2 separate regions of the Mus musculus genome follow, and region 1 is linked to region 2. Evidence: chromatin contacts called from public HiChIP or PLAC-seq data. All regions are on one chromosome and are shown on one strand. The core of a region is the stretch at or near the end of the contact, and the rest is flanking DNA. Distances in the headings are between cores, read along the strand shown. Region 1 has its middle 18 kb from the start of Cst3. Region 2 has its middle 27 kb from the start of Gm24221.

Region 1 (5,668 bases), core at 148-2,647, 770 kb after region 2:
CTGAGAACTGGTCCAGGAATCCATCAGGAACTGGCTGCATGTCCAGCTTTCTTACAGTGGCATAGGACACAGGTTTTGTTTGTCTTCTGCTTCTAATCCCACGCTAGTAGAAGTAAGCTTTTCATATCCCTCCAGGCTCTGTACATCCTCTCTAGTTAACATGGACCGAGGAGGGAGAATTCCCACACTGCTGCCCTTTTTCTGTTGATTTATCATAGTTTCTATCCAGTGTCATTCCCTTCTTCCCCTAGAACTAGAAAAAGGGCCAAACTTCCCTCTCCCCACTACTGGCAGAAGTCTAGCACTCTTCTTTTTTTGGTTCTGGCCACACAGGGCTGAACTGAGACTGGACCAGTTCCTCACCCAGTGCTTTTCCAGAAGACACAATGTAGCATATTAACTGTGTGTAGTGCCATAATTTTATATTTGTATGTAATATATGGTAATCAGATCATGGTAATTGGCTTTTCTATATCTTTAGTTATTGTGTTGAATGTGACATATTTGCAAGCTTTTGGAAGCTTAAGCTTTTCTATATCATTTAAAATGTGATATATAAATGTATACATCACATTTTGTTTATATATATGCATCTATCACCTAACTATCTAACCAATTATCCATCTATCCATATCTATCCATCCACATATATAGACATATGTGTTTAAATGTAGTCACACTATTATGCTGTAGAACATAAGATTCTATCCTTGGTATCCAACTGTATTTGCATCCTCGGTGTAACCCACCTTTACCCTTCCTTGCTGACACTTCCCAGTCTCTGTTCCCTATCCTCATCTTTACCTAGAGCCCTATGCAAGTCTGGAAACATCATCTGAACTGGGGAGTTACCACAATTAAGTTCTGAGGTGGTACTGATATAGCATCTGGGTTTCTGATGCTGACTCTGATACTGCTGGCTGCTGGACTACTCTGTGCCACAACTATGGCAGCAAGGGCTCACAAAACCAGGAAGCACTATATCCCTGCCTTAGAGGTTTGGCAGGCTTCCTGTGGAAGATTATTGGTTTCTTTGTTTTCTAACTTTTTTGTTGGTGGTGTTTAGTTTTTGTTAAAGGTCAGTGAGAAGAGCCTTCGGCTGGATTGAGTCCTTTGTACCAAACATGCATTTCCTTGGCTGTAACTGGTACTTTTAACAAGCTACTCTACTGTATACAGGACATCCCTGCATGTCATTAAGATAGCCCAAAAACAATGCATCAAAACTGGTCAGTAATGACAATTCGGAAGACTACAGTTATTTGCCATGCAGCAATCCTGGTATCATTTGGAACAATATAGCATGGGAAAACTAGCTAGTTCAGAGTAGCCCTGTAAATATTTTACTAACATTCCAATGAAGCAATCTCAATCACATAGATCATTAGCCAAGTCTAATTGTTTAGTTTTATCTCTATACTTGTTATCTATAGTTTTGTTGTTTACTTTTAGAGAGCTCTCTGTCCCTTCTGAACTGTCGTCCTTTTTGAAAAATCCTTCTACTTTCTTTTTGTGTTTGGTTTTTACCTTCTCTAACTGCTTCTCTTAAGGTTTGACTTGTCTTGCTGTCAGTGAGAGGTCCTGACTTTGGATCTAAGGTCTAGACGTATAAAACAAAGAGACGAGGATAGTCCAAAACACGGAGGGATACCATGTCCATGATTTTAGGAGGCTTGTTTGCTGTCCCCACCATGGTGACCATCTGTGCTCCACTGTAAAAAACTGGCAGAGCAACCAGCCATAGTACAAGGGCTGAAATTGGCCATCCCTGGCTGCCTGATCCTTATCTTGTACTCTGTTCCCAGACCAGGCCATACAAGACTCCCCTGGGGGTTTCTCATTGCAGTTCACTAGAATCCTTTGTCTTAAAAATCAACTCGCCTTAGGTTTAGTTCCCCGTAGACATTGTTCTGCGTACTTCTCTACCTTAAGAAAATTCCATTGTAGTCAATCCTGGTCACTCTTTTGACTTTCTCCACTGACTAAGAAGCTTCTGGAATTTTTAGTAATTTTCAGTAAAATATCATTACAGTCATCACAAATAATAAGCAGAAAGCAGCTCTGTCCCATTTGCTGTGTGATGTCTAGTGAATGGTTTGGTTCACTAGGGATTCACTAGAATGCTCGGCAGTCTAATAAATATATTCACAAGCAAGTCTAACTTACCATTGGTTATTGTGTCTGCTACAGATGGGACACACTAAGTCCCAGACAGTAACAACCAGAGCTAGAGTAGACCAGAGTTCATGCCTTTTACAAGCTACAGTGTTCTTTTTCTCCTAAAAGAAAGAGAACCCTCCCAGATAGGTCTTAGGTCTCTCGATCATTCATCAGGATTTTATTTGCAGACAGTACTTGGCATACTGATGTTAAGTTGGTTTACTGAAATGTTCCGTCTCTGTCTCTGTCTCTCTCTGTCTCTGTCTCTCTCTGTCTGTCTGTCTCTCTCTCTTTGTGTGTGTGTGTTATCTAAAGGACAGTTTATTTAACACAAGGGTGACAGATGTTGGGGGAGAAATGAGGGAGGAACAACTCTAATATAAAAGCACACAGGAAGTACCTCAAGTTAAAAACAAACAGCAGTGGAAGAAGCTATGTCTCACACATATACAAACAGCCAACCTCTCTTATTTACATCCAAACCTTACAAAATAGCATTTCAAATCAGCACTTAGGCCAGTGTTAATTAGTTTTTGTAACAAAGGATTAAAGTTACACACGTCACATTTTTAAAATTATACAAAAAACTATGTAATAGCCTCTGTAATCAGACACTGACCTTTACAAATAGGTGCCTCAATGTAAATGAAAAGGGAGATGTTACATGGACACTCATCCTGTACATTCCCTTTCCAGCTACTTATGTAGAAGTTCAGATTGCATCAGTGGAGCAAATGACCTTTGGCCAAATATGACCATATTTGCTTGATGCCCATGAGCATCACCTTTGGTTGGAACTTGAGTGATAATGAAACTTTCTTATGGAAGTGACTCATGTGAAAATGAAAAGCCATCAACACCTCTAATGCTGCAAAGTAACATAGAACTCTTCCTTTGCTTGATGAGGCTTTGAAAGGAAAAAATTAAATCTCCACAAACCCTGGTTTAATTAAAACTTTAGAAAATGCTGTAGCAGAATATGGCCTAGTTGGCCATCATTGGGAAGAGAGGCCTCTTGGTCTTGCAAACTTTATATGCCTCAGCACAGGGGAACGCCAGGGCCAAGAAGTGGGAGTGGGTGGGTAGGGGAATGTTGGGGGACTTTTGGGATAGCATTGGAAATGTAAATGAAGAAAATACCTAATTAAAAAAAAGAAAAAAAAGAAAATGATAGCTTGGCACAGAGAGAAAGCCACATAGAGTTTGTACACACATACTGACATGTCCTTACACAAATTCAGCTAGCCTGAGCCTCTACTAGGGAGGTATGACATTTTTACTTGGCCTCTTCCATATATCCTGTCTACCCCAGTTCCTTGGAATCTGTCTCCACACCTGAACTCACGTGGAAACTTGGAAAGCTCTGTTGATATTGTCATTATTATCACATAGCTGAAAAAAAAATCCCAACACAAATTTGCTTTATTTGAGTGAAGGTTTGAGATTTATATCTGTTAGGAACTAGATGGGTAGGGGCATCATGTACCCTGGTGCTTTTTAATTGGACCCAGGTGCAGGGAAGACTTGGGGCAGTTAGGATCACAGAACTACAGCAATACAAGGGAGGAGAAGGTTACAACTGGATTTGGCCTTGAAGGATCAGAACTGTGAGGAGTCTGGGTGTTCTATATAGTTATGTACCCAACATCTTTATGGCATTATTAGAGTTTAAATGATGAAAATTGGGAGCCTAGTAAGAGGTGTAGGTGTGGCTAGATAGAGAGAGTTTCTCGTTTACAGTTTTATTTTTACCTCATGTTGTTTGTTAATTGCAAACTGTGAGACTGAAATGGAACTTTGAGCGCTTCTCAGCCTCCCTTCTGTAAACTCTAAATGTGGCAACAGTACCTCTTTTTGTGTTTTTATTTCTCTGAATTCACTTTCTTTTCCAATTTTACTCCATTTTCCCAAACACTGGTCCTCCAAGGAAAGGATAAGAAAGATCAGACTAGCAATATATAGTAGCAGTGAACAATTAATGGGATCATTGCCAATGTGTGATTGTGTGCTTATGACCTTGGGTGAAGTCCACCAAGTCTCTTGATATGGATAGATATGCTTGTGAAGAAAAAGAATGGATCAGAACGCCTCCACAAGAAAATAAATGATTCAAAAGACATTCCTGCATGGGCAACGAAGTATTGCTCCACGGGTATTATCTCTGAACTCAAGGTGGAGGCCCTAGGGAAGATGCTGGTGAAAACTTGAGGAAATACAATAGCACTGCATGTTGTCAGCCAAGTGTGTGCTGATCAAGGCTGGTGTCAGTATTTTCTTCAATGTTCTGCTCATCATACTGTTCCCAGGGAGTTCTCTCAGGTCTCAGGGCAGGGCAATGAGGCTCAGGAGTTAGTAGCCTCAGTGACACTTAGGTTCCCTGTTTGGGTGTTTTGTGAACAGCCAGTTTCCCATCTAGTGTCATCAGGGGCACTCTTTCCATCAGAGCAAGTTGCTGCTGCTCACTAGGCTGTGCATCTGGGCCCAGAATACTCTAACCCTTTCCAGAGGCCTTGGTCTGCGACAAGAGGAGCTTCTTTCCCGGAGGTAAGCCCAGGTCTCCTTCAAGATGGACCTTAGTCAGTGACTGTCAGTTTGGATGGGACAGTCCAGCTTCAGATACCCTAGAATCACCTAAAACTTTACCTAACCCTGTGACACCCATGCCTCCTGTTCCCAACATTCCAGTGTACATTTCTCCCAAGACAACACCTTTGCAGTAAGCTGTTTGCCTTCTCTCTGATTCCCTTCCTACATGTTATATCTAAGATGCTTCTGCACACAGGTGAGCTGTGGATGACACACCCACAGTTCCTCACATTCAGTGAAGGGCAGCAGAAACAAATGGATCTTTGGAAAACAAGCTGTGGACACACCCTGCAACGACCAGGTCCACTGGAACCCAGAACTGTGTTTGAACTGGCACTGTCACTTGTTTCAGGATTTTCAGAAGACTGGTATCAAATGAGGACAATGTGTACTGCCACTGTGGTTACATTAGGAAAGAAAGTTGTGACATACTAGAAAGATTCCCAGTTTGTAGTAATGGAGAAAAGTTAAAAATCATTCTTGGGGATGGGGCTGAGGTTGGGGCTGGGGCTGGGGCTGGGGCTGGGGCTGGGGCTGGGGCTGGGGCTGGGGCTGGGGCTGGGGCTGGGGCTGAGGTTGAGGCTGGGGATGGAGAGATGGCTCTGTGGTTAAAAGCACTTGCTAATCTTGCAGAGGACTTGGATTCAGTTCCCAGAACATATGTAATTCTAGTTCCAGGGATTTGACACTCTCTACTGACGTCTCTGGGCACCAGGCATATACACAGTACACAGACATACATGTAGGCAAAGCACTTACACACAAAACCAAACCAAACCACAAAAATCATTCTCACTAGGGTGTGAGGAAAAGCACTCTGCCGGATTTGACCTTTGGTTTTATTACTAGTATGACACTGAATCCTAGAAAGAGCCTTTTAGGATCAATACCTTTTTTCTCAGTGAGTTCTACTAGCCATGTT
Region 2 (6,316 bases), core at 2,114-4,613:
GAAATTGCTGGATCTAATTAATACTTTCTGTGTGTCAGGAAAACACCATTTGCTTCACTATCCGTGCTCTCAGTTTTGGAGGCTTCAGAGTTCAGCACCCAAGTCGCATCTTGGCAATGTTCCCTTCTCTCTCACCATTGCTCTTCGTGCTGCTGCTGAACCATAAAGTGGACAAGAACTTTATGGATGGTCTTCCTAGGAGGGACAGATGTGCACCGAGTTTCATAAGTGCTAACTACAGTGGAAAGCTAGCACAGAAGAGACATGGGCAAGAAGAGGAGACAATCTTCAGATTGTCCCTACCAAGTGCTGTGGATGGAGGAACACTTCCCTATTTGGGACAGTGATTAAAATAAGTTATTCCCATGCTGTCTGAGAGCTGTGTGTTGCACAACTGGCAAAGAATGAGAACAAGAGCCTGGGGTTTGGGGGAGCTGGCATCTTTATTGAATGTTGTCTTGACCCTCATCTTCCACAGTGGCAGGTGTTTCATACAGACTTACTGTGTACCACTGTGAAGAGGTAGAGTCTTGACATTTAGTTCAGACAGCCAGACCCTTGGCAGTTCCTGTAAATCCAGGCAAAGAATGTCTATAGAAGCCACCTGGTGGATTGGTGAGGATGGGGCTAGGGGGCTCACTTTAGCAACTGCTTATATAGCCTTAGGGGGTCACGACTGCTTTCATACAAGACCACAAGCACCCAAACTTCCATCTCTTGGTGTTCAGATGATCAGAGCTGTGACTGGACAAAGAGCTGGAAGGCCCTGGAGAAGCCAGAGTTCAGACTGACACTCACATGTTCCTGCTTAGGGGAATACATACTCACCACTTCCATCTTCATGTGCTCTGGATCAGTGTGTGCACAGACTCTGAGATAATCAACAAGGGCTTCCTACAAATCCCATCAATCAATAATACTACTGCTACAAGTCTTTCCAGCACTGACAGGAAAAACAAGTCCTGACTCTGGGGGGTATCACAAGGACATTCTCAGTATAAAGTATTGTCAACTCGTGCATCCATGCTAATACAAAACTATCCAAATGCCTTAAAGAAGGTAAACGAGAAATCACGCCCGAGAGCCAACTTCAATGAAGCATAATTTGCAGCAGAGGGCAGCAGAAGACACCGTTTGGAAATTCAGTCTGCAACTGGGCACATCCTTCCCGTGCCACACCAGTCAGACCACACACACACACACACACACACACACACACACACACACACACACACACACACACACACATACACACACACACACACACACACACACACACACAGAGAGAGAGAGAGAGAGAGAGAGAGAGAGAGAGAGAGAGAGAGAGAGAGAGCGAGCAGATCTGTTTGCCAGGGCCTCACCCTTCTTACATGACCACTAGTCACTGGGCTGGTGAGCCACAGCTCAGGTCAGACAAGATGCTTTTCACTGGGGCCATCAGGAGGGTCGGGACAGGACTAAGGCGGAAATAGCTGGTTGGCGGCTCACTTCCCTATCCACGTGACCAGGCAGTGGAGCCCAGATGTTGTTAAGGTGGTAGGCGACCTTGGCTATTGTCCTGGTGCTAATGAGAATGCCTTGGGGTTTAGGCAGCTGCTTGTTTGGAGGAAGACAGAAAACTGTCAACCTGTGATTTCCTCCAGACCCTTAGTCCCTATAGGCAAAAGCCCCGGGTCTCCTCGCTGTGCATGGTTCAGGGGTTAGATGCCATCACCCTGACTCTTCTTAGAGTCCTCTGAAGCTGGGGTGAGTGTGTGATGACACTAACAACCGGGAGAGAAAAGACAGAGTCGGGACAAGCCTGGGAGAAAAAGCAGGCCCCATTGCAAGCACACGTCACTGCTTCTCGTTTCTAATATGTTCCATTAGCTCTCGGTATAATGTTTCCAAATGAGCCACAGCAGGGACTGTGGTACTCTTGTTTCTTCAGGGTTATTGATGAACCCTCTCTAACTTAGCTGTCCCTCTCTTTTTCTACCCCACCCCACCCCTGGTCTTTTCTTTCATTAAGAAATAATCCTATCTTCTTTTGTGACTTGAAATAACATCAATATCCTTAGACATTCATGCTTTTTTATTGCTATTATCTTTCTGTTTTTGAGACAGGACCCCACTCTGTATGTAGCTCGGGCTTGTCTTAGACTGGTAACCATTCTCCTGCTTCACCCTCCCAAGTGCAGGAGCGACCAGGCCTGACTACACCCTGTGTTTATATATTTAGCCCAACTCCTCTCCTAATCTCTCATGATTGCCTTGAAAATCATTCTGGGAAAAAAAAAGTAAATCATTCTAGAAAAATAAGACTAGGATGTTTAAGTATGTCTCAGGGTCATAGCTGATGAAGAATTCTTGTTTTTTAGGCTGGACCTAGTGAACCTTCTCTACACTGGTTAGTGTGAACTCCATCATCTTTCCCCATAACTTTTTATTGATTCCTTGTGAGTTTCACATCATGCACCCTAGCTAGTTTCACTCATCTCTCTCCCCCTGTATCTGCCCTCTGCCCTTGCAACCTCACCCCCCCCCTCCCCAGAAGAAAATAAACACTCAATCAATAAACAAACCAAAACGTCTCATTGTGGGAGCTGTAGTGTGTTGCAGTGCATCCCATAGTATAGCGTTCTATCCACACATCTTCACTTGCCAATGTTCATTGTTCAAGGCCTCTGGCTTCTGCCACACCATCAATATTGGATTCTCACTGGGTCTCCTCCCAGTTATCTCGTTGCTTCCCCTTTTGTGCACCACTAGGGTGAGCTCTTCAGCACTGCTCTGGCTAACCCACCCAAAGCAGACATCATCAGGAGGCAAGGCCATCTCACCTGTGCATCCAGAGCCAGCTCCTCCTTGCTTCCCAGTTGAAGTACCCAGGGCCTATTCTCCAAGTACTGCATGTAGTAAGGAGCTGGGCCAGCTCTCTCTCTCTTATATCCTCAGGGCTGGCTCACCCATGTCTTCACCATGAGGTCCAGCTCCTCTGTATTGCCCAGATAGAACTCCATCATCTTAATAGCTCAGGTCTTGGCTTGTCCTCTTATATGCCATACATACTCTGCCTGGACCAGATTGTTTGTCATCCCAGGATGCTAAGAGCAGAACCAGTTTCATCTCTCCTTTTATTTTCTCCAAACACCACAATTGAGTAGTTTTCCAGGCTTTTATACCTGTCCATCTATAGTCTATTATTAATAGGACATCAGGATAAGTGATCTCTTTAAAAATCTTAATCACTTGCTGTCAGGCCAGTACTTACAGCCTCTCCTGCTTCTGATTAATTCTGAATGAAGAGAAATTCCTGCAATGCCTTTCAAACCTGTCTGATCTGGGTCTTCAGTGTCAGCATCTGTGACTCTCCCTTCTACCCACTTTTGTCCACAGTGGCCTCTGTGATGCCAGGCTTACACATTCTTTCTCTACACTTGCTCATGCACTTCCCTTAAGCCATGGCTCATCTTCTCAGGGAAACATCCCAGCACATCCTTTAATTAATTCTGCCATACCCTCTCTCTCCAGCTCTGTCTTTTCTCTGTCCCACAACCTCATTGTTGGGATGATGGCCTGATCTTAGATTCTGCTTACTGGCTTCCAATTCCAGGATGTAGGTATGTTGTGGCCCATCCCTTGCTTTGTTCACTGATGTCACTGAGTCCCTAGAACAGTTACAGCACTTACAAATACTCGGCAAATCTTTTAACAGATACCGTTTAATCAATTGTCTTGTCTGTACAATGCCCTTCCTGAGATGTCTAGCTGTTTTAATCTGATTTGACCTAGATTAAAAACATCAGGGTGTGGAAAAAGAGAAGGACATTCCAATGAATTTGTACCATGGGCCATTTCATTAAAACTATTGTTCCAACCCAGATGTAGCTGTCTCTTGTGAGACTATGCCGGGGCCTAGCAAACACAGAAGTGGATGCTCACAGTCAGCTAATGGATGGATCACAGGGCTCCCAATGGAGGAGCTAGAGAAAGTACCCAAAGAGCTAAAGGAATCTGCAACCCTATAGGTGGATCAACATTATGAACTAACCAGTACCCCGGAGCTCTTGACTCTAGCTGCATATGTATCAAAAGATGGCCTAGTCGGCCATCACTGGAAAGAGAGGCCCATTGGACACGCAAACTTTATATGCCCCAGAACAGGGGAACACCAGGGCCAAAAAGGGGGAGTGGGTGGGTAGGGGAGTGGGGGTGGGTGGGTATGGGGGACTTTTGGTATAGCATTGGAAATGTAAATGAGCTAAATACCTAATTAAAAAAAATTAAAAAAAAAACTATTGTTCCAATCTGTACTCTGCCAACAGTGTATGGAAGCTGCTCGCCACCATGTTTTCTCTAGCATTTGATATTTTTGTCTTTGTGACTATAGCTATCACCATCAGTTGAGATTGTTAGTTGTGGCTCTGCGTGCATTTCCCCAATGGTAAGCATATTTTCTTTGCAGTGTTGTGGGATAGTCAGAGAACATTATATTAACGAAGTAAGCTGAACATAGAAAGAGAAATACTTCATGTTCTCATTTATTTGTGGCAGATAAATAAAACTGAATCCAGAGAAGTAGAGTGGAATAATGGTTATCAGAGGCAAGGAAGGAAGGAAGAGTTGAAAAACTCAGTGACTTGGGTGTAAAATCCAGTTAGATAGGAGGAAGAAGTTTTAGTGTATTCTACAGCAAAGTTCTACCCACACCTTACTAGTTCAGAAGAGCTGGGAGAAAGGATTTTGAATATTTGCAGCACAAGTGACAGCTGGTCGAGACAGTGGGATCCTAATTACCTGAATCTAACCCCATAGCATAAATTGTATAATTCATATGTACCTATTAAAATAATAAAGGAAATACAAAGAAAAATTGCCATGCCAAAGTGTCAGGGCTACGACCAGTGAAGACAGTGTGCACTTTTCTTTGAACAAAGACACCTTAGATGTTTTCTTCTCATTACAGTGGCAGCTCTTTGCCCTCATCATCTAATAAAAGTGATGGATTACTAATAATGTGCCTTACTTTTATCCCTTGGACTATGGAGTGGGGCAGTCTCTTTCCTAGGCAGTGCTCTGAGATGGGGTCGTGCCACTAGAACACTGTATTCTATATTATTGCCCCTGTGATTTCCATTGATCAGTATAGAAGCCAGCCACTCTGCTCAGTGTGTCTCTGATGGTTGATAGAAATAGGTGATGTCTGCAAGTCTGGGACACAAGGTAACATTCTCTTCCTTCTTGACTTCATGCCGATAGATAACTAAATGTTCCTGCTCTATGCCTCATGGGTAAGATCTATGCATCTGGAGTTCTCACCTGGTCTGCCCCACCCCAGTACCCAGAGCACACATAAGCGCGAACACACACACACACACACACACACACACACACACACGCAAACAGCCACATGATGATGAGAGTAACTCTGACACAAGGTTCTTAGGAATAAGTTCACAGTCTCATAGCCCAGATGATATGATACCTGCTGTGCATCAGAAAATCCCATTAAATGAACTAGTGGTAGCTAGTTTGGCAGCTTATAGTGGCACCAGAAATTGACTATAGACATGAACAGTTGTCTCAAAACTGACATTACAGTCTCTCCACTTTTTTTTTTAACCATCATTCTTTCTGTCTTATGAGTTAGCGGTTCCATATATTCTCTTCTTGTCAGAAGGAATTAGGAGCTCTTCTAGACTTAAACATATGGGCAGTGTGTTCATAGATAGATTTGATGCTGGAGGCTTAGGGGCTAATGCTATTTTAACTATTTTTCTCTGTAGTGAAGACTGGACCCAAAGTGCTATATAGTAAGTAGCTGCAGGGAGACAAGCTCATTTCTCCATTCACTGTGCAGTGGGAACATGCAAGTTCTCACAGTGCAGATGCATTACACATTAGTGATATGTGCACATGCTGTACATGAGAATATGTGCATGTGTGTCCATATATGTATGCACACGGTGGCTGTCTAAGTGTGGTATGTGCTTTGAGAAACAAGAGTAAAAGAATGTTTGCACTAGAGAGGCTGGGCAGGGCAGGAGACTTCTGCTTTTTTGGTTGTTTGTTTGTTTGTCTGTTTAGAGATACAGCCACTAGAGACCCAATGGGGTGGTGGTGTGAAACGTTGGCACTGTTGGCTACTTTAATAATACCATTCAGCTCTACTGATTAATTGCTTGTTAGGATAAAAAAGAAGTGGAAGTGATCTGTCACATGGGGAGGAGGACAGGGCTGCCTGATCCAAGTGGCCTTAGATTAGTTGCTATTCTTCTTGGATCCTCTTCTGTGTTCCAGAGGCGAGGGAATCACCCAGGAGAGGACCAGTTTG

What was found. HiChIP or PLAC-seq counts read pairs in DNA pulled down with a chosen protein or histone mark.
Region 1: an H3K27ac HiChIP or PLAC-seq map of extraembryonic endoderm stem cells shows a contact between it and region 2, with 6 times the contacts expected there. The contact joins two enhancer-like sites. A contact is called at or near these places in 1 of 39 promoter capture datasets (the C10 cell line), 3 of 15 datasets of contacts at CTCF or cohesin (large pre-B cells, pro-B cells and stem cell-derived epiblast-like cells), 12 of 484 Hi-C or Micro-C datasets (the C10 cell line, the G1E-ER4 cell line, the HPC-7 cell line and 7 more) and 2 of 115 datasets of contacts at active chromatin or transcription factors (extraembryonic endoderm stem cells and trophoblast stem cells).

Annotation. Positions count from the first base shown.
Region 1 is chr2:148,890,329-148,895,996 of GRCm38.p6, forward strand. No RefSeq gene overlaps it. Among named protein-coding and RNA genes, the nearest start is that of Cst3, 18 kb to the left of the region's middle. Within about 2 kb of position 1,398, at least 79 of the 459 cell types and tissues checked have an H3K27ac peak or open chromatin away from gene starts, as enhancers often do. A contact at or near this core is called in extraembryonic endoderm stem cells, where this site is marked.
Region 2 is chr2:148,121,223-148,127,538 of GRCm38.p6, forward strand. No RefSeq gene overlaps it. Among named protein-coding and RNA genes, the nearest start is that of Gm24221, 27 kb to the right of the region's middle. Within about 2 kb of position 3,364, at least 11 of the 459 cell types and tissues checked have an H3K27ac peak or open chromatin away from gene starts, as enhancers often do. A contact at or near this core is called in extraembryonic endoderm stem cells, where this site is marked.